Regions from separate parts of the Mus musculus genome. Here region 1 is linked to region 2. A link is a contact called in public Hi-C data. All regions are on one chromosome and are shown on one strand. The core of a region is the stretch at or near the end of the contact, and the rest is flanking DNA. Distances in the headings are between cores, read along the strand shown.

Region 1 (2,930 bases), core at 32-2,531, 410 kb after region 2:
AAACTTCATACATGTACAGAATGTACCTTGACTGTTCACCTCCCGTTTTCTTTTCCAGTTCTTTCGAGGATCCTCTACATACCTCCCACCCATCTTTATGCTTGCTTTATGTATTTTTCCCATGCTGCTTTTATGTACTTTATTTTGGAATTTTAGCATGTATTTACTTATCCTGTTACTGATTTTGAATTGTGCTAAGAGATACCTAACAAGCTTGATGTTTTTATTTATTCAATTTAAACTTCATTTCATTTTTAAATTAGCATATAAGTGATAGGTTTCCTTGTGGTATTTTCATACATACTACATTTTGATTAATCCCACTTCTTTTCCCACCTCCTTGACCCCCAGTTCCTACTATACATTTCCTTCCCTTGTATTCTTTCATCTTCACATCACATACCACACCCATATCTATCACCCTCCCACACATTCCCATAATGCCTCTTTCTTTCTGTTTCATAGGGTTCATAAAACATGAGATTATGAAATTTGCAAGAAAATGGATGGAACTGGAAATATTGTGTCAACTGAATTATTCCAGCCTCAGAAAGGCAACTATTACATGTTCTTTCTCATATGTGGTCCCTAGCCTCTAACTGATATTATGTATATGTGTGTGTGTGTGTGTGTGTGTGTGTGTGTGCATGTGGGTATGTCTTTATTTATGTATTTATGTGAAAATGAGTGTAGGTAGAGGTCCATATGCATTTATTTGATTTAGGTTTTTCTTTTGCTTCTCAGCTCTTTCCAACTCTTCACATTCCCACCTAGCCAACTCCACACCCCTTTTCTCTGTTTCTTTAAAAAAAACCAAACAGGCAGCCTGGCGGTGGTGGAACACGCCTTTAATCCCAGCACTTGGGAGGCAGAGGGGGCCAGATTTCTGAGTTCAAGGCTAGCCTGGTCCACAGAGTGAGTTCCAGGACAGCCAGGGCTACACAGAGAAACCCTGTCTCGAAAAAAACAAAACAAGCAAGCAAACAAACAAACAAACAAGCAAACAATACAAAAATTACAGATTTTTTAAAATGAAGGAAAAAACACACAGGAAACACACACACAAATGTACAAAGAAAATCCATAAAACCTACAAAATTGGAAGACATAATATATAAGAAAAAGAATAGTAAGAAAATAAAAACAAAGAAATATATGGCTGAAGAGTTTACAAAACCACAACTGAGTTCATTTTGTGTTGGCCGTCTACTGCTGGGCATGGGGGCCCCCTTTAAGTGTGGTTAATTACCCAGAGAGACTCCAGTGGAGAAAACTGTTTCTTGGCAAGCAGATGTCAGTTGCAGATAGCTTCTTGGTTAGGGATGGGAGCTCATGTCCCCTTCTCAGCCCTAGTACCCTGTGTGGCTTGAAACTGTGGATATCCTGTGCATGCTGCCACAGTCTCTGTGAGTTCATATTTGCATCAGTCCTGTTGTGTCTGGAAGGCACTATTTTCTTGGAGTCACCTTTCTGCTCTGGCTCTTACAATCGTGTCACCTCCTTTTCCTCATAGCTCCTTGAACCCTGAGGGGAGGGGTTTAATGAAGACATCCCATTTAGGACTGAGTGTTCCAAAATTTCTCAGTCTCTGCACATTACCCAGGTTTGCGGTCTTTGTGTCAGTTCCCTTCTGACAAGAGGAAGCTTCTCTTAAGTGAGTTGCTGATCACTGGCTATAGTGATATGTAATTAGGAGACATTTTATTTACGTGGTCTTTTAGTAGCATAGTAGTAGCTGATTGTCCCTATCCAGTCTCGGCGTTATACTTACAGTTAACGTAGCTTCTGCATAAGCTGCAGCAGGCCCCTAAAGCACCTGCTGTGTCCCTTTACTGATTACACTCCCACACCTTCAAGTGTGACTCTTCTGCTATTTACGTTTATTATTGCATTTATTAATTTCTGGTACTTGTGTGTAGAAACTCATTGTAGTCCACCAGGCTGTCCCTCAGATTTACGATGTACCAGAGACTGTCCTGAGCTGTCCTTGAACAGTTGGTTCTCCTTGCTTCCACTTCCCACGACCTAGTATTTCAGGCATGTGCCAGCATGCCCTGCTTCTGTTTTAAGTTGTTTACAAATGGAGAATGTTGTTTTACAATTATTTGAAATATATGTACTCCATGTACCAAGTTATGTGATAACCTAGTTACATAGTCAAAACTTACTTCTGGAGCTTATGACGGTGATGCACACCCGTACTTGCAGCCCTGGGAGGCAGATGTGAGAATTATCTCAATTTGTAGGCCAGCCTGGGCTATACAGTGAGCTCTTGTCTCAAAGGGAAAGCAACATATTATTTCTAAAACAGTAAAGTGCTGACCTAGCCAGCACCTAGCAGAAGGATTTTAATAAATCATGTTCAACTTTGAATCCACAGTGCATTAGAAATATAGTAAGTTTCACACACACATCACTAAATAGTCTCTGGCAGACCCTCAGCTCCCTACCTTCAAGGTCCTCTTGATAGCCACATACTTTGCTCTGCCCTCAGTCTCTCTCCTTGGCCAAGAGCCAAAAGGCATCAGCAATGAAACTGAATACATTGTAAATAAAATTCACCTTGTTGTGATAATATTGAAGTACAACCCAGAGTGTAAGTAAGGTACCTGTAAGGCCACAGTGATATAGAAATGATCACAGGAGTAGGAGGGAAGAGAGAGTTTTTCTGGTTAGATGTGGTATTTTTGCCCAAAGGAAATAAGAGGCTCTGTGACTCCTCATGGTGTGGAGTGTGGGCTGCTCATGGTAACTCTTTTCCAAAGAACATAGTGGAGAAAAAGAGTGAAGTGCAGAGCAACTTGCCCGTGAGTGTGGTAGACATAATCACAGCAGAAACTATTGGAAATTTTTCAATTAAAGGGCGTTTTTATTGCATAGTAAGAAGTTTCAGTTTAGTCTCTGACTAATTAGTGACATTTGATCATCAG
Region 2 (3,279 bases), core at 685-3,184:
AACTGAGAACTTTCTGTATAGCCTAGAAAACACAGGGAAGGACCTGAGCTATGAAAATTGGAGTTTCATATCTGTAATTCATATATATGAGGAGAGATGTTAATCTACCCAAGAGTCTAGGAGCTGACACAAGTCAATAGTAAACTACCTCAAACCAATACAACCCGAATAATAACCTGAATTAAAATGGGTTAAGAAGGTGAACAGATAGATGTACACATAGCTGCAGGTGTAGGGAGAAAAGATCTTGTGTCTCCGCAGCTATCTGTCTGTCTCTAAAACCAAAACTCCTATTCTTCCCGGGTAGAGCCTGAAGAAAGAGAGCAGTCATCTGGGCATGGTGGTGCAGGCCTTTGTTCTCAGCACTCCAAAGGCAGAGGCAGCAGATTTCTGTGAGTTCCAGCCCAGTTGGAGCTACACAGTGAGAACCTGCCTAAGAATAAATAATAATAATTATTAATAATAATAAAACGAATGAATAAATAAATAAATGGAGAGAAAAGGGAAGGGAAGGCTTCATGTGGGATGAATCTCCACGTTCTTTTCCCGAGGACTTGCTACATTTAATGTTAGTCTCTCTCTCCTAAAACTACTGCTTAGTTTATCATTTGAAGCTGGTATCCATTGCACACTGGAAATGGAAAGGAAATCCCGTGCACACATTTGGGAGGTAGCTGTGAGTCTGTGTGTATTCTTGCGAGCAGAATGGATCCAGCCCAGAAGTTTAAGCTGTGCAGCACTCGAGAGTGTGGAATTCCCTTAAGATCCAAAGGCCATGGAGTATTCTTCAGAGGACTGCGTCGCATATTTCCTGTGTATCTTGTTTTGTCTGGGGACTGCTCCACAGAACTCTGCCATCTGTAGTGGGTGGCAACTATATCTCAGTCTTGAAGAATTCATCTGTTCATTTTCTTTCTTTCCCTGACTTGATGACACCATTGTGGTTACTTCTCCTCCCTCCCCAATCAATAACATCTCATTTTCCATTATTACATCTTAAGTATATTGCAGTGGCTGCAAGCTGTTACATTTTCATTTTGGTAATGTGATGGTTGGAAAAATCTGTCAGGAAACAGTCGCAGGAGTTCAAGTCCTCTGAAGCTGGGCTGCCTTCCAGATGAGTCTGTCTAGATGGTGGAGGATCCCTACCTGCCCACATTTCGGCAACATTAGCTCGCCAGCCTATACCACCTTTAAGACCCTGGAACTCTGGACAAAGTCACCTGCCCATGTGGGCAGAAGGATCTCCCAGAGCCTAGGTTCCTGTCTCCTCTCTAGCTAATGCTTCTTTGTTCTATATTCCAAAGACTATTAGGGTAGTTTAGATGCAGTGTCTCATTGCTGTTGAGAAATCACGAGTGACGGGTGTGACTGTAAGGTATGATGGATACCTGTCATCCCAGCACTCAGTAGACTGAGGCAGGAGACTAGAAAGTCTGAGATCAGCCTGGGCTATAGAGGAAGATCCCGACTCTAAACAAAAACAACAATAACTCTATCAACCCAAACTACCCAGGGCTTTCTAAATCAATCTTTAGCTAAATATGAGAGCGCCATTCTATACACAGTGACTAGATCTGGGTCACAAGGGTGTCCAAGGGGAAGCAATCTCCCTAAGAGCCATTCGTCATAAAGCATTTCGCTGCTGATATTAATATCTAATGGAAATTCCTTTTTTTTTTTTTTTTTTTGGTTGGGAGAGGCCCTTACCTTTTAATAATGCCTTTTCAGGTTTGAAGAAGTGCATCAGCCATTGCTGGAGCGTTTCTTGTAAGGGCACTTAACTGGTTAGGGGAGGTGTAATGAGGAGGAGTGTGGTTTGGGAGTGATTGGTGAGCACTGCAGAGCTGTGGCTGGAGTGTGGTTATATCTGATCCAGCACTGGCAGCGAGTGAGCTGGCGTCGCTTGTGGTGCTTCTGGGATGATGACTGGCAGCTGGGTGCACAGCAAGCTCACCTTCTCCATTTTCCTTCCCCACTGGCTGCTGTCTTAGGGGAAGAACTGTAGCCATTCATCATTTTGGACATTTAACGGCTTTCTTTTTGGGGGAGGTGTGTCTCTACATTTGCAGTTGAGACAAACGAGCATTTGTTTCCTTCTGCTAGGTGCAGTTTTACACTTCTTTTCACAGCAAAGGAAAACTCTGAGGTGAAGGTTAAGCTTTGAAAGAAGAACGCGAACTGAGTTCGGTGTGAGGCTGGGCTGCCTGGTTGGTTCTTTCCCCTTGAAACCTTCCCTTTCTTGGCTCTTATTTTCTCCAGGACTATTCTATCAATCTTTTGTCTCCTAATACTTACGTCTTGAGTCTGTTAATTTTTTTATGTTAATGATGTAATGTGTACCTCTAGTAGTATCTTGTCGTTGAGTTAGCAAAGTACCACCTACTTTGGAAGCTTAAAGCAACAGAAACGTGTTTCTTCCAAGTTCTGGGAGCAGAGGAGTCCAATATCAGCATCCACTGGGCTGACAGCAAGGTTGTCAGCAGCACAGCCTCACAGTGGCTCGCATCTTAGACGGTGGAGAGCCAAACAAGCTTAGTCAAGATGTAAAAGAGTGAGGAAAGATTTACTGCCTGTACTAGGTAAGGAGAAGCCAGGATTCCACCCCTACCCTCACCCCCAAGCAATGTCCTTTTCCAACAAAGGAAACATGGGGATTTTATTGGGGAGTCTCTGAATATTTACACAGGAAGGCAGTTTTGAGGCAAGCATAGTCCTGTGCATGCTCAGCCTATAAGTGCATTCCTGAGCAACCTCAGTTGAAGGGCATTATTCGAGAAGGCAAGAGAGTGGCGGGTATTTTAGCTCAAGGTCTTAGCAGGCGTGTCTGAAAGATTAGAATGGTGGGCACTTTTGGGTGTGCTCAACTCTGTCAGACAGGTTGTATCTGAAAATGGAAATGGTTCAGTGAACCAGAAATTTACCACAAAGGTGTCTGTCTCACTTGATGTCAAGTAGCAGACCTGGGTTCTCTCTGGGGATTTCTGCTGGCTGATAGCATGGACATGGGCACCTGCAATCCCAGCTTTGTGGGGGATGACTTGATCCTAAGAGGTCCAGGCCAGCCTGATGGTGGTGATGGTGGTGATGGTGGTGATGGTGGTGGTGGTGACTGTGGCTGTGGTGGTGGTAACAGTGACAGAACTGGGACACAGTTTCTTTGGTTTAATCAAGTCTCCTCTCTTCCTACAACTCTTTGGGTATGGGATAGCTCAGTATTAACATTAGAGGGCTAACCAAAGACACTGGAGATCCTGATCTTTGAATCCTAATATGGAA

Evidence for each region. A called contact is a pair of places that touch in the nucleus more often than the background predicts.
Region 1: a contact with region 2 is called in a Hi-C map of the HPC-7 cell line, with 4 times the contacts expected there. The contact joins two enhancer-like sites. A contact is called at or near these places in 2 of 484 Hi-C or Micro-C datasets (the HPC-7 cell line and cerebral cortex) and 3 of 115 datasets of contacts at active chromatin or transcription factors (embryonic basal ganglia, embryonic forebrain and forebrain).

The regions. Positions count from the first base shown.
Region 1 is chr13:28,432,027-28,434,956 of GRCm38.p6, reverse strand. No RefSeq gene overlaps it. Among named protein-coding and RNA genes, the nearest start is that of Gm40841, 12 kb to the right of the region's middle. Within about 2 kb of position 1,281, at least 7 of the 459 cell types and tissues checked have an H3K27ac peak or open chromatin away from gene starts, as enhancers often do. A contact at or near this core is called in the HPC-7 cell line, where this site is marked.
Region 2 is chr13:28,837,891-28,841,169 of GRCm38.p6, reverse strand. All of the region lies in intron 2 of 2610307P16Rik (RIKEN cDNA 2610307P16 gene), which reads left to right. Among named protein-coding and RNA genes, the nearest start is that of 2610307P16Rik, 46 kb to the left of the region's middle. Within about 2 kb of position 1,934, at least 45 of the 459 cell types and tissues checked have an H3K27ac peak or open chromatin away from gene starts, as enhancers often do. A contact at or near this core is called in the HPC-7 cell line, where this site is marked.